2 separate regions of the Mus musculus genome follow, and region 1 is linked to region 2. The links are chromatin contacts, called in public HiChIP or PLAC-seq maps. All regions are on one chromosome and are shown on one strand. Each heading gives the region's core, a stretch centred on a gene start, on an enhancer-like site or on the middle of the called end of the contact. The rest is flanking DNA. Distances are from core to core; before and after follow the strand shown.

Region 1 (6,564 bases), core at 3,163-5,662, 490 kb after region 2:
TGTTTGATAATGCTCTTTCCTGTAGGAAGCAGGCTGCTTGGTAACAGCTATAGGCTAACATATTTCTGCCAACAACTGTAAGATTCACAACCCAAGTGTCATTTAGTATTTAGATTATTTACAGAGCTTCATAACTCTACACTTTGTAAATGAAGACACTTTCTTTGACTTTCTAAAAGGAATTTTCTAAACATTCTTGTTTATTTGAGACAGAACTTCATCATGTTGAACAATCAGTCATCCTACCTTTAACTCCTAGGCTCTAGGCCATGTACCAGCATGTCCAGCTTTCTGCTTCTAGTATTTTGTGTATGGAAGTGAAAATTACTACTTTGGATAGGTTGGAAAAATACATACAGGTGTAATGAGACAATGTTTAGCCTTATCAATAAGTTATCTCCATAAATCATATGAAAGAGATACTTTGTTATTATTTTTTATATATATCAGTGTTTTCCTACATGTATGTTTGTGCACTATTTGCATCGGTCATGCCCAAGGAGGATAAAACGTCACTCAGTCCCCTGGGACTGGACTCCCAGAGGGGCATGAGTGGCTGTATGAGTGCCAGGAATCAAGCCCAGGTCCTCCATGAAAACAGTGAGTACTCTGAACTACTTAGTCAAATGTGATACCATAAATTTAAACAGTTTACCATTTTTCAATGACAATGATTAAAAATAATTTCTTCTTAATATACGGGGAGACAGGTAATATAGAATGTAATCATTACTTTTGAGGTTTTGGTCTGCGTGTGTGTATTTATATGAGTGTGTATGCATGTTTGCATGTGTGTATGTTTTGTACATATGACTATGCATTTGTATAGGTTATAAGCTTCTATGTGTGCATGTATGTGTGTGTGTGTTTATTTGTTGCCATGAAATATGAAGTCAGATTAGTGTCAGGACAGACCTTGGAAAGAGATGAAGAGTACACATTAGACTAGAACTGTGATTCTACACCGATTCTTTTAAAGTAGCTTCTCCTGGGAACCCTTGGGCTCTTCTGCTTGAACATGCATCCTATTGCCTTCAGACTGGCTGGTTTGATTGCCTCACTTATGGCTTTATTTTGAATGTGACTCCATTACTCATGACTGCAGAAAAGGGATGGACATATGTCACAAGAAGACTGTCGTACTTCCATGGTTCCCTAGCACTCCTGGCCACATCTATTATACAGGAGAGAGCGTGAGTCGTTACATCAGCCTTTTTCCATACTTCATTTTTTCCCAAGCTTGAATATCATGATACCTTTTTGGTTTTTTGCCACAGAGTTCCCTCTTAGTATTATCAGTGGTGAGGTAGTATTTTACCATGGCTTTTGAAACAGCAGTTTTTACATAAGGAGGTTGGCTTACTTGAACTGTCACGGGCAGTATGGTGGTGAACTTGAGTTTATTGCCTAGAATTCAGTCCTGAAGTTGAACTCTGTGCATCAAATGGAAATATTTCCTTTTCCTTTTCTTTCTTCTATTGAAAATAATTGTTTTTCACATAATATAGTCTGATCACAGTTTCCCCTTCCCCCAACTCCTCCTAGATTTTTTTCCCAACCTCCCTCACATCAGAATATATACTCTTTATGTCTCTCTTTAGGGAACAAACAGGCATTTAAAGAATAATAATAAAGTACAATAAAATAATATTAAACAAAACCAAACAAACAGAAGAAAAAGATCCAAAGAAAAAATACAAGATACAAGTGTAGACAAAGACACACATATGTTCATATGCACAGGAATCCTCTAAAAACACAAAAACCAACAGCCATAATATATATGCACAAAGGACCTATAGGTTTAGAAAAAAAATGCCCTGTCTAACCTCATGAGACACAGATGGCATTCCCACCATGACATTAAGTGGATTGTCCACAGCATGCTATAAATGCCATCTCTTGCAAATTTATATACGTAAATATGCTCAATTAACACTCTCAAGTCTTACAAGTATAAGGAAACTACTAAGCAGGCATTTATAGCAATATTATGAAATCTCCAATCACTGTTTTGACTGTTGTCTTCTCCTTAGTGCAGCCTTTCTGCATCGTAGTTGCTGCTTTTTTTTTTTACATTTCACACTCCTGACTTCAGAGTTAAGTACTTGCTCACCCAGTGTTGCATTCACCTTTCTTATTGTATATGCAATGTAACAATACACAGTTTTGGTGCTTAACAATATTCATTTTTTTCTTTAATAAAGGATATTTATTTGAAAAAAAAAAGCCATTGAGTTAATTTTGTGTGGGCCATTGACTGCTAGGTATGGAGCCTGGCCTTACGAGTGGTTTGTTTCCTCAGTAACACTCCATTGGAAAGAACTGATTTTTCATTTGTTCATAGTTATCAATTGGACACAGCTTCTGGGTTAGGCATGGGAGCTTGTCTTCACTTCTCTCAGTGCTGGGACCCCATCTGATGTAGACCTGAGTAGGCCTTGTGCATGCTGCCACAGGCTCTTTGAGTGTCTGTGTGTCTGTCCTGCTGTATTTAGAAGGCCTTGTGTCCTCCACTCCCTCTGGCTCTTAAACTACTTCCACCTCCTCTTTTGCAGAGTTCTCTCAGTCCTGAGATGAAGGAATTGATGAGACATCTCATTTCGGATTGAATGTTCCAAGGTCTCTTACTCTCTGCACATTGTCCAGCTGTGGATCCCTGACTTTGTTCCCATCTACTGAAGTAGAATGTTTCTCCAAATGATATCTGAGTGAGAACTGATCTATTAGTATAGCAGAATGTTATTGGGGGACTTTTTGCTAGAACAGGAGTATTTGTTTTTTCCCTCAGGTCCTTCTGGTTTGTGGCCACCCAGTCATGTTTAGGATGGCTTTCATCTCAAGGAGTGAGCCTTAAATCTAATCAGATATTGGTTGGTTATGTGCACAAGCTCTGTGCCAACATTTCTCTGGCACATCTTACAGTCAGGTCATCATTGTGGATTAAAGATGTTGTAGCTGGGTTGGTAGCGTACAGAGTACCTTCATGTATCATGAAGGAGTGAAAGCTCAAGGTAGGCACCAGCCTGACTTCTCTAAATATTTTAACAGCTTCATGCTGCCCACTGACTATCTGGAACTGTGTTAGCGCTGACCCTCACATCATACCTTTACCATGACCTTAAATCATTCTTATCCTTATTATGTGGAAGTGTGTAAGCAAATTCTTTTACTTGGGTGACCAAGCACACATGCCAATAGGTGATTATAACCTCAGATTTTGATAATGGAGACTGGTCAAGACAACCTTGAAAATATTGAACTTATTCCTGTGACTTGTCTCATAAAATGGACTTTATTTTCATGATGTGTTTTGACCCCATGGGTCATATAAATCAACACTCCCTGAATCCTAGAGGAGGATGCTGTGATTTTTTTCAATGCCTGAGAAAAGTTATGTTAACGATACTGTAAAGTTTTTCCAATTTCCAAACTGAATTTTACACATACTTAAGGAGCCTATGAGCCTCTTGCTAGAGGGACATTTGGACTTATCTCATATCTCTTCTTTGTGATGCAAGCCATAGGAAGGTAGAATATATTTTGTAAAATTAGTGGCATCCAGATGAAATATTTCTTGCCTAATGTCTGTCAGGTGTGGATAGTGTCTCAGCAGGTCTTCGATGGTTCTATGCTGTTTGTATTTTGTCAAATGAAGCACCCACAATTATGGTTTTAGCAGCTCTACTTGGTAGAGTGAAAAGCAGTTTAGATCACTTGATGCTGGTCATGATGTCCAATTTGTCAAAAGTTTGTTTCAGAAATAATGTCTGGTTTAAAAATGTTAGCTTTTATTCAGCATTTAAAGAAATGCATTCAAGTGCATTCTTGCTATGTGTATGGTCTCTAATTTTTCCCCCTTGAATTAAAAAAAAAAAAAAAACGGCTGAGAATAATGAAAACATTTCTTTAAATATCCAGCTATTTTGAAGGAGAGTTCAAGACTGTCTCGGGAATACTTTTGGGAGTTTGCTCTTTTTCACTTCAGTTATTTTAGGCAGTCATTAAACAGTTGTTAGCCCGTCTAGTAAGTTTATATGAAACTACATATTTTGAGACTTTAAATGCCACAGAAGATGTTCCAATGTAAACAGGGCAGAATAGATTTGGGGCTTCAAACGGAAGCACCCAGCACCATCCCTCATTCCAACTGAGGAAAGGCTCCCCAGGACAAGTTTACAAGCACAAGTTGACCCACCCTGGCTGATAGAGAGGATCTGGGATGATTCATATCTTCAGTCTACAAAGCGGGGCCAGGAAGGCCAGATCTCTGGTTCAAGTTCAGGGTAGGGAGCAGGGAGGAGAGCTAAATTGACTATGTTCTGTGGTTACAGACTGTGTCTCAGCCCTTAGTGAATGCCTCATAACTGCATTCCACTCATCAAAAGAGTGTGGATTATGAGCTGCTGGCTCCTGGCCAGTAGGACACACAGCAGTCCTTCAAGCCAGTGTTACAAGACTGGAATCTGCATGGACTGTGATGGGCAGAGGGGGCTCCTTCTTAGTGTGACCCCTACCCTTGGTGAGAAGCTGTGCTACCCACCTTCTCCGTGTGGCAGTCAAAGCTGAGACTGGCAAGTTTCATCCTAATCTGATGATCCAAAAGAACTCAGAAGTCCCTGCTATTCTGTGGACTTCTGTGAGCCTGTATTTACCCTGAGCATCTACCCTTTGTGTCTGTGAATACGATATTATATCTGCATTCTTAAAAGTAAATTTTAATCTGTACCTCTCCAAGGGCTTTTCAAACCTCTCTTATTTCTATCTCCTCTTATTTACAATCCGATTAGTAGCTGATCTGGGTAGAGCTTAACCCTTACTCAGTTCCAGCAGTGGTTTTTGCATATACTTTGTATACCTTATCTTATTGGACCCTTAGTATTACCTATCAAGAGAATGCTATTAGCAAACCCATCCTTTTGTACGGATGTAACAGAGGGACTCAGAAATTGTGTGTAGCCAACCATTTGTAAATTGTGTGTTTCAAAGTGGTCCCAGGATTTCCTTCCCCTCCTATACGAAGCTGTGTAGTTGCACAGGCCAAATACAAGAACAACAAAATATTTGGGCATCTGTGGGACATTGCTTTATTAAAGCAAGTCTTTGCTGTCCAGCTGTCATTTGTTGCCCCTGGTATCTAAAGTAAATTGGTCTGCCTTCTAAGGAGGACACTATAATACAATATCTTTAATATGCGTGCCCTTCTTTGCTTCTAGAATTGTTTAGGAAAGGCTTTATAATACTCATCCTTCAAACAATATTTAAATGACCAATATTCTGTCTTTCTGATTATTTTAGTAGAGTCTATTGATTCTATCCTATCTTAAGTGTTTCTTGCTGTGTTATTAGGTTGCTTCATGGAACATTTCTCCCCCTCCTTTTTCCCTCCCTTGCTTCTCTTCTCTGCCTCTTTCTGTCTCCCTCATCCCACTCCTCCTTCATTTTTTATCCCTCAGGGTACTATGTGATCCCTTGGTCTTATAGGCAGTAGAGAGTCATGACCTCAGTTGATGGTTGTCAGGACCAGGGCTCGTTACTGATCAGCCTGTGGCATGTTGCTCCTTTTGTGCTTTCATCATGAGCATGTGCACCTGGCACCTGGGATCACTCAGTAAATGTTTACTGAATAAGCAAATCCCTTCCTTCCCAAATTCATGCTCTGCCTATGCTCATAACCCACTCCAGACTTTTATTCTTAGTTCATGCTTAAGGTATATCAGTAGGAATGCTTTTGCCTGCATGGAACAGAAAGACCAGCTCAAGCTGGCATAAGCAACGGGGATTTTATTAGCTGACAGAAATGCTAGTCCAGAGATGAAGCAGACTGTGAGACACGCTCCCAGCAAAGGATCCAGCAGCCCTCCTTGTCATTCTCCTGGCTCTGTCTCCCTCTGGCTGATGGGAATCCAGATTCTCAGATTCAGCAACGACATCTAAAGTCTACTTAAAGAAGATTCTCTGCCTGGATGTTTCTAGAAACCTGTTCTCTTTGTGTTTCATTAATATGAGCTGGGTCACTTGACTGGTCCAGATTCATTCTCCAGGTCAGAAAACAAACAATGTTCAAACAGATCCAGCTAGACTTGTGTTCCAGACAAAAGACACAGAGATGGAATTCCACTGAGACATAAAAATATAGTCATGTAAAGTAGGGTCTCTTACAGAACATGATGGGAAGCCTGAATACATTTTGGGGTTCTGTTTGGCAAGGAAGGGCTGGCTATCAGTACTACTACTTCTAGCCCGAGCCAAACCTTCTTTTATATCTCTGCTAATGGATGCTCCTGCTTGAGGCCTGTCCATACTTGCTGGGAAATTCTACAACCCCAAAACTGTTCAAGATCCTGGACATCACAACAATGAATTACAACAGTCCCTCCCTTCAGTGTGTATGTCCTAATAAAGAGACAAGCTATATACTGCTATTGACCAGCATCCATTGCTGTGACAAAATACCTTGGGGGGGAGGGGGGGAAGAGATCAGCTTCCAGGGGGAAAAGTTTATTACATTGGCTATGGTTTCTGTTTCCAATCCATGGTAGGCCAGTGCCATTGCTGTGAGCC
Region 2 (5,961 bases), core at 2,377-4,876:
CTCCCTCCCTCTCTCCCTCCCTCTGCCTCCCAAGATTATTTTGTTCCCTCTTCTAAGTGGGATTCTCATTTAGGCCTTTCTCCTTGTTAAACTTTTTTACGGTCTGTGGGTTATATCCTAGCAAAAGACATGGTCATTAGGACAAATAGGCAACCTACAGATTGAAGAAAGAAATCTTCACTAACCCTACATCTGACAGATGGCTAATATCCAAAATATGTAAAGAACTCAAGAAGTTAACCTCCAAAAAAACCAAATAACCCAATAAAAAATGGGGTACAGAGTTAAACAGAATTTGAGACAAAAGAATCGTGAATGGTCGAGAAGCACTTAAAGAAATGTTCAAAGTCCTTAGTCATCAGGGAAATGTAAATCAAAACAACCTAGAGATGCCACTTTACACCAATCAGAATGGTAAAGATCAAAAATTCAAGTGACAGCACATGTTGGCAAGGATGTGGAGAAAGAGGAACACTCCTTCATTGCTTGTGGAATTGCAAACTGATACAACCACTCTGGAAATCAATCTCGAGGTTCCTCAGAAAATTGGAAATAGTTCTACCTGAAGACCCAGCTATACCACTCCTGGGCATGTAGCCAAAAGACACCCTACAATATCACAAGGACACATGCTCCACTATTTTCATAGCAGCTTTATTCGTAAAAGCCAGAAGCTAGAAGCAACCCAGATGTTCTTCAACCAAAGAATGGATCCAGAAATTGTGGTTCATTTACATAATGGAATACTATTAAGCTATTAAAAATGAGGACATCATGAATTTTGCAGCAAATGGATATAACTTGAAAATATCATCCTGAGTAAGGTAACTCAGGCCCCAAAGGGTATGCATGGTATGTATTCATTGATTAGTGAATATTAGCCAAAAAGTACAGAAAACGTAGAATACTACCCATGAATCATAAGAAGTGTAACAAGAAGGAAGGCCCAAGTGAGGATACTTCAATCCCTAATTAGAGCTTGGACTGAAGCCTTTATCCTCATCTGAAGGACTTAAAGGGGGAAGAAGTAGGACTTGTCTGAGAAGGTGAAGAGGAAATGGTCCTTGGGGTGTGGCTCTGAGTTATCCGATCCAATGTCCACTGATATCAGTGTGCCAGGTTTACATAGAGAGGTGAAACTCTATCTCTCATCTCTATCTTATTTCCATAAGACTCACAGCTTTAGACTAACTTTTATTATATAATTTTAAGTTTTATTTTAGTTTTTTTTTCCAGTGCTAAAGTGTAAACTCAGGGACTTGTACATGTGTTCAAAATCTGAGTTAGATTATTTCCTAGAACCTTCGTTTTTACAAAGGCCTATTTTTAGAGGATCAACTCTAAAGCCAGCCTTAGCCAGAAACCAAACATGTGCCACTTAGGGAGCATTGCTTCATAGGCAGACTGCTTTGAAATTGTTTCAAATACATCAGTCAAGTTGACTGCATGTTTTCTGAGTCTATGGTCAATCCTACTGAGTGCTTTCAAGATTTTAAGCTTGAACAAAAATTGGACCAATTAAGTCCTCAACTGTGGGAGTTTGGAAAACTCAAGCTTATGAATTTGGGAGTGAACTCATGTTAATTGATGAGGGATGCAAGCACATTTAGGTAAGTTTCAATTGACTAAATCCATCACTCTGAAGTCATAAAAGGTGAACTTGGGTCATTGTCATCTCCTGAAAAGCAACATTTAACTTCCTTCCTTCCCTGCCTTCCTTCCTTCCTTCCTTCCTTCCTTCCTTCCTTCCTTCCTTCCTTCCTTTTTCTCTTTCTTTCTTCATTTTTTTCCCTTTGCTCTTGTGTTTCATAGTCTTGAGCAGCCATCCTTTGCAGTGGTGAGGGGTTATATGGAGAGATGGGAAGATGTTGTTTTAGTTTTCTCCTTTAAGACCTATGGCATCATGAAAGGAGATCATTTAAAAATATCAAGGCTTTCTTTGCATTTTTTTTTTTTTTTTTTTTTTTTTTACTTCAGGAAGAGTCCATTAGGAAAGGGCTTCCAAAGGGACTATGGCATTGCTCTGGCTTTATACAAAGGCTAAGGTTATTTGCTACCTGAACAGATGAAGCTATGCATGATCACATACTAAATTTAGGATAGTGTAAACTCTGAGAGCATAACATCAGTGGAGGGCAGAGAGCGCATGGGGTCATGAGCTTATTGCAATGACTTCTAGTGATTTATTTGGTCACACCTGCTTATGAGGCTCAGCAAGCTTTAGAAATTGTAAATTAGGCCCAGGACCTTGTTTCCACCTCTTCCCCAGGCTCTGCAGATCCAGCGTGATCCAAGAGAAGTGTCACTGTTACCATCTCTGACTTTATGCACCTCAACACCATGTGATCTCAGGAAGCCAACTCCAGAACATTCTTGGCAGTTTGTCCATTTTATTTCCCAGACCTTCTGCTGAAAACAATGAATGAACCTCTAGATTACAAATGCTCTCGCTGACAATTTTAGAGACTTTCAGTTTTTGACTTCCTGCCTGTAGGAAGGAAATGGCAGTTGGCAGTGTGGACAACAGGTGCTTCTCTGGCCGGAATGATATCTTCTGCTTACTAAAATAAAAAGCACTGCATCAACAGTCCTACATGGAAGTGAATTCAAAACCACAGGGGCCAGCCATTCCACCACAGATCCAGCTTCAGAGACCAAATGTGTTCCCTGTCAGGAAGTTCTGACTCCCTGCCTGGCAGGCGAGTGCAGACTGAGGCACATCACAAGCCTCTCAGATCCGTGTTGGACTCTTTCAAATAAAGCATTTGGGAGATTTGAAAATGGCCTTTGCATGCCTTCAGGTTGCTTTGGTGCAGTTGCATGGCAGATTCGTCAGGGAACTTAGGAGGGAAGGCATCAGGACTTTGGTAAACAGTTGGAGGGTTTGTGAAGCCCTCTTGCATCTCCCCATGACTCTCTCCAAATCCAGCCCTGGCATTGTTTCCTCCTCATAGCTTAGTGTTATCATAATGGTATTCTTTTCTGCTGCCAAGCGAGCTGGTGGCTCTTTCAGATATTTTCCCTGCCTGCTAATCTATTAGTTATAATTCGGGCCAATGAGACAATAGAAGGTGAAGGCTAAAATCACTGGAGCTTGTGTCTTGGGCCAGATAAGCACCAGGCAGTTCTCTCCTGGGCACCTTTGTTAGTGCTCACATCTGTTTTTGAGGGCACACATGCTGGGAAAATTTGAGAGACACCATAGTATTGGCATCTATGAAGCTTGTCAGTGTCTAACACTAGGCATGAAATTATTTGTGTAAACCCACCCCCCACCCCCACCCCATGATTTTGTCTTCCCTCTCTGGCCTTGGGACTCTAAAGAGCCTTGCAATGGAGGAAGGAGACATAGGAGGTGTAAGTATGACCAAGCAAATAAACAAGCCTGTGGTCTGAGTGAGTCCATTACACAGGACAGATGGTTCTCTATTGATTTCTCTTGCAGTGTGAGGAACAGCATTCCCTTGGAATAAAGGAGCCCTCAGCCATGACTGAAGGCTGTGTCTTCTGGAGCTGCTCTGTGCTCCCCTTCATGTCCTCACTCATCCCTCCCACAAATGTGTGCTAAGAGCCCGTGCTGTGCTGGGCCCTGTGCAGAGAAATGATGACTCAAAGCTTAGGGCAGATGTTTCCTGCTTTCAAGGAGTGTATGGACTTCCTGGAGATCCAGCCTGCAAACCAGGATGTAGATAGCTATAGCTGTGAGCAGAGAGGGTTTCCAACAGCGTCTGGCACACAGGAGGTACTGCTGCATTCTTCTTGGAGAAAGTGCCTTGAGAAAGGCTGGGCAGGAGAAAGTACTTATAGTGAGCTCTGCTGCAGGATGCCTGTGACATGTCTCAACTCCTCTACAAGAGCAACCCAGCAACCAGCTCAATCCAGGAGGTGGTCTCCATGCCTTTGTCCTGCTTAATGTTGGCTGTGTGGCTCTTTGCTTCTGTTTAATATTTCCACTCAGAGGTTAAGTGGAAGTGAAATCTGTTTGTCTAGCTTCTGCCCAAGGAGAAGTGAGGGAAGTAAATTAGTAAATGAAAGCATGTATATATATATATATATATATATATACTTTTAATGTAATTGCAATAATTATTTTAAAGTTATCTTTGTTTTATACGTATGAGTGTTTGGCTGAAGTGTATGCTTGTGTAGCAATGCATACCTTGTTTCTTTGGAGTCCAGAAGAGGGTGTCAAATCCCCTGAAACTCGAGTCGCTATGAGTCATGTGGGTGATGAGAATCAAACCCAAGATCTTCACAAGAGCAGCAAGCACTCCTAACTGTTGGGCCATCTCTCCTGCCCACTTGCACTGATTTTAAAATACATTTTTCTGAATCTAAAATTATCTTCTAAATTTTTAGATTTATGAACCATTTAGATAATGGCAATACTAATGAAAAGGTTTATTATTATTATCTCCCTCGAATACTGCTCTCCCCCATTTCCCAGACACAATGGTATTAGTTTGATGAATATCTTTCTAAATTTTAAATTTATATGAATATCTAAAACTACAACAATTTAAAGCAAAGATGAGGTTGTGTTCCCAAGAGTTAACCAGTGTCTGCACCTTACTGCTTCTATCTCCTCTCAGCTCTGTTGGCCTCCCCGACAGTCTTACAACAAAGGCATTTCAAAGGAGATGCCTTTCCATTCCCTCAGGCAAAGATAACTCTGCAGCACTAAGCAGAGCCTGCTCTAAGTCAGGAGGAAGAGCAGTCGAGGTCCAGACCTACCTCAGAGAATGGCCTTGCACTTCTACACGTTTTTTCAATGTTGTGTTTTCTTATGAAACATCAGCCTTTCGCATGTGTCAGTTCTGAAGGTTCTTTATCCATTACATTTAAGTTTTGCTTCTTTTTCTTAATGCTCATAGTGAGCAGTGTGTGTGTGTGTGTGTATACGATGTGCACATGTACATGTGAACAAACGTGTAAAGAACAGTGAGTCCCTTTTGTAAGGGTTCATATGAGCAGTTGAGGCAGCACTTGAGTGGGTGTTTCTTGGTCCTCTTACTTCTTATCACTCTCTGGATTAACATCATCCTTTTACTGACTCTTCTGTTCCCTCTGTATCTGGACTATGCTCAGTTACTCACATACTTGTTGTCTTAGCTAATTTCTTTGTTGCTGTGATAAACACGTTGGTTGAAACAGCTTAAGAGGGAAAGGGTTTCTTTTGGCTCACAATTTGAGGATATTGGCCACCACAGATATAAAGCTATGGTGGCAGGAACTTGAGACAGCTGTCACATTCCATTCACAATCAGGAAGCAGAGAGAAATGACTGCTATGGTCAGCTGGCTTTCTCATCATATTGAGTCTGGCACCCTGGATGGCATGGTACATAATAGGCAGGTTTTCCTACCTCATTAAGCTTAATTGAGATAATCTGTTTGTCTTAGTTAGGATTGTTATTGCTGTGAAGAAACACCATGATCACAGCGAACTATTATAAATGAAAGCATTTATTTGGGGCTGGCTTTCAGGTTCAGAGGTTTAGTCTGTATTATTATGGCTAGAAACATGCAGCATGCAGGCAGGCATGGTGCTGGAGAAGGAACTGAGAATTCTACCTCTGGATTGGCAGGCATCAAGAAGAGAGAGAGAGAGAGCCACTGGTCCTGGCTTGGGCATTTGAAACCCCCAAGCCTACCCCCACTGATACACTTCCTCCAAAAAGGGCATACCTATCCTAATGAGGCCACACCTCCTAATGCCACTCCCTCAGCATTCAAATGACTCTATGGGGGGCATTCTTATTCAAACTACCAAACCAATGTAGGCATGGCCAGAGACTAATCATCAAGACAGTTTCACATAACTACACCCAGAGGTTTACCTCCTAGGTTTTTCTAGATCCTGTCAAATTGATAATCAAATTAACCATCAGTTATTAAATAATTGACAATGTGTCAGGGGTAGTGTGAGTATACAGTTAGTTAAACTTGTTTTAATTCTTCT

What was found. HiChIP or PLAC-seq counts read pairs in DNA pulled down with a chosen protein or histone mark.
Region 1: an HNF4G HiChIP or PLAC-seq map of pancreatic cancer cells shows a contact between it and region 2. The contact joins two enhancer-like sites. A contact is called at or near these places in 5 of 39 promoter capture datasets (the 3T3-L1 cell line, cranial neural crest, hippocampal neurons and 2 more) and 1 of 115 datasets of contacts at active chromatin or transcription factors (pancreatic cancer cells).

The regions. Positions count from the first base shown.
Region 1 is chr2:14,647,114-14,653,677 of GRCm38.p6, forward strand. The region is part of intron 2 of Cacnb2 (calcium channel, voltage-dependent, beta 2 subunit); the gene reads left to right. Among named protein-coding and RNA genes, the nearest start is that of Gm32741, 46 kb to the left of the region's middle. Within about 2 kb of position 4,413, at least 22 of the 459 cell types and tissues checked have an H3K27ac peak or open chromatin away from gene starts, as enhancers often do. A contact at or near this core is called in pancreatic cancer cells, where this site is marked.
Region 2 is chr2:14,162,200-14,168,160 of GRCm38.p6, forward strand. No RefSeq gene overlaps it. Among named protein-coding and RNA genes, the nearest start is that of Tmem236, 9.3 kb to the right of the region's middle. Within about 2 kb of position 3,627, at least 99 of the 459 cell types and tissues checked have an H3K27ac peak or open chromatin away from gene starts, as enhancers often do. A contact at or near this core is called in pancreatic cancer cells, where this site is marked.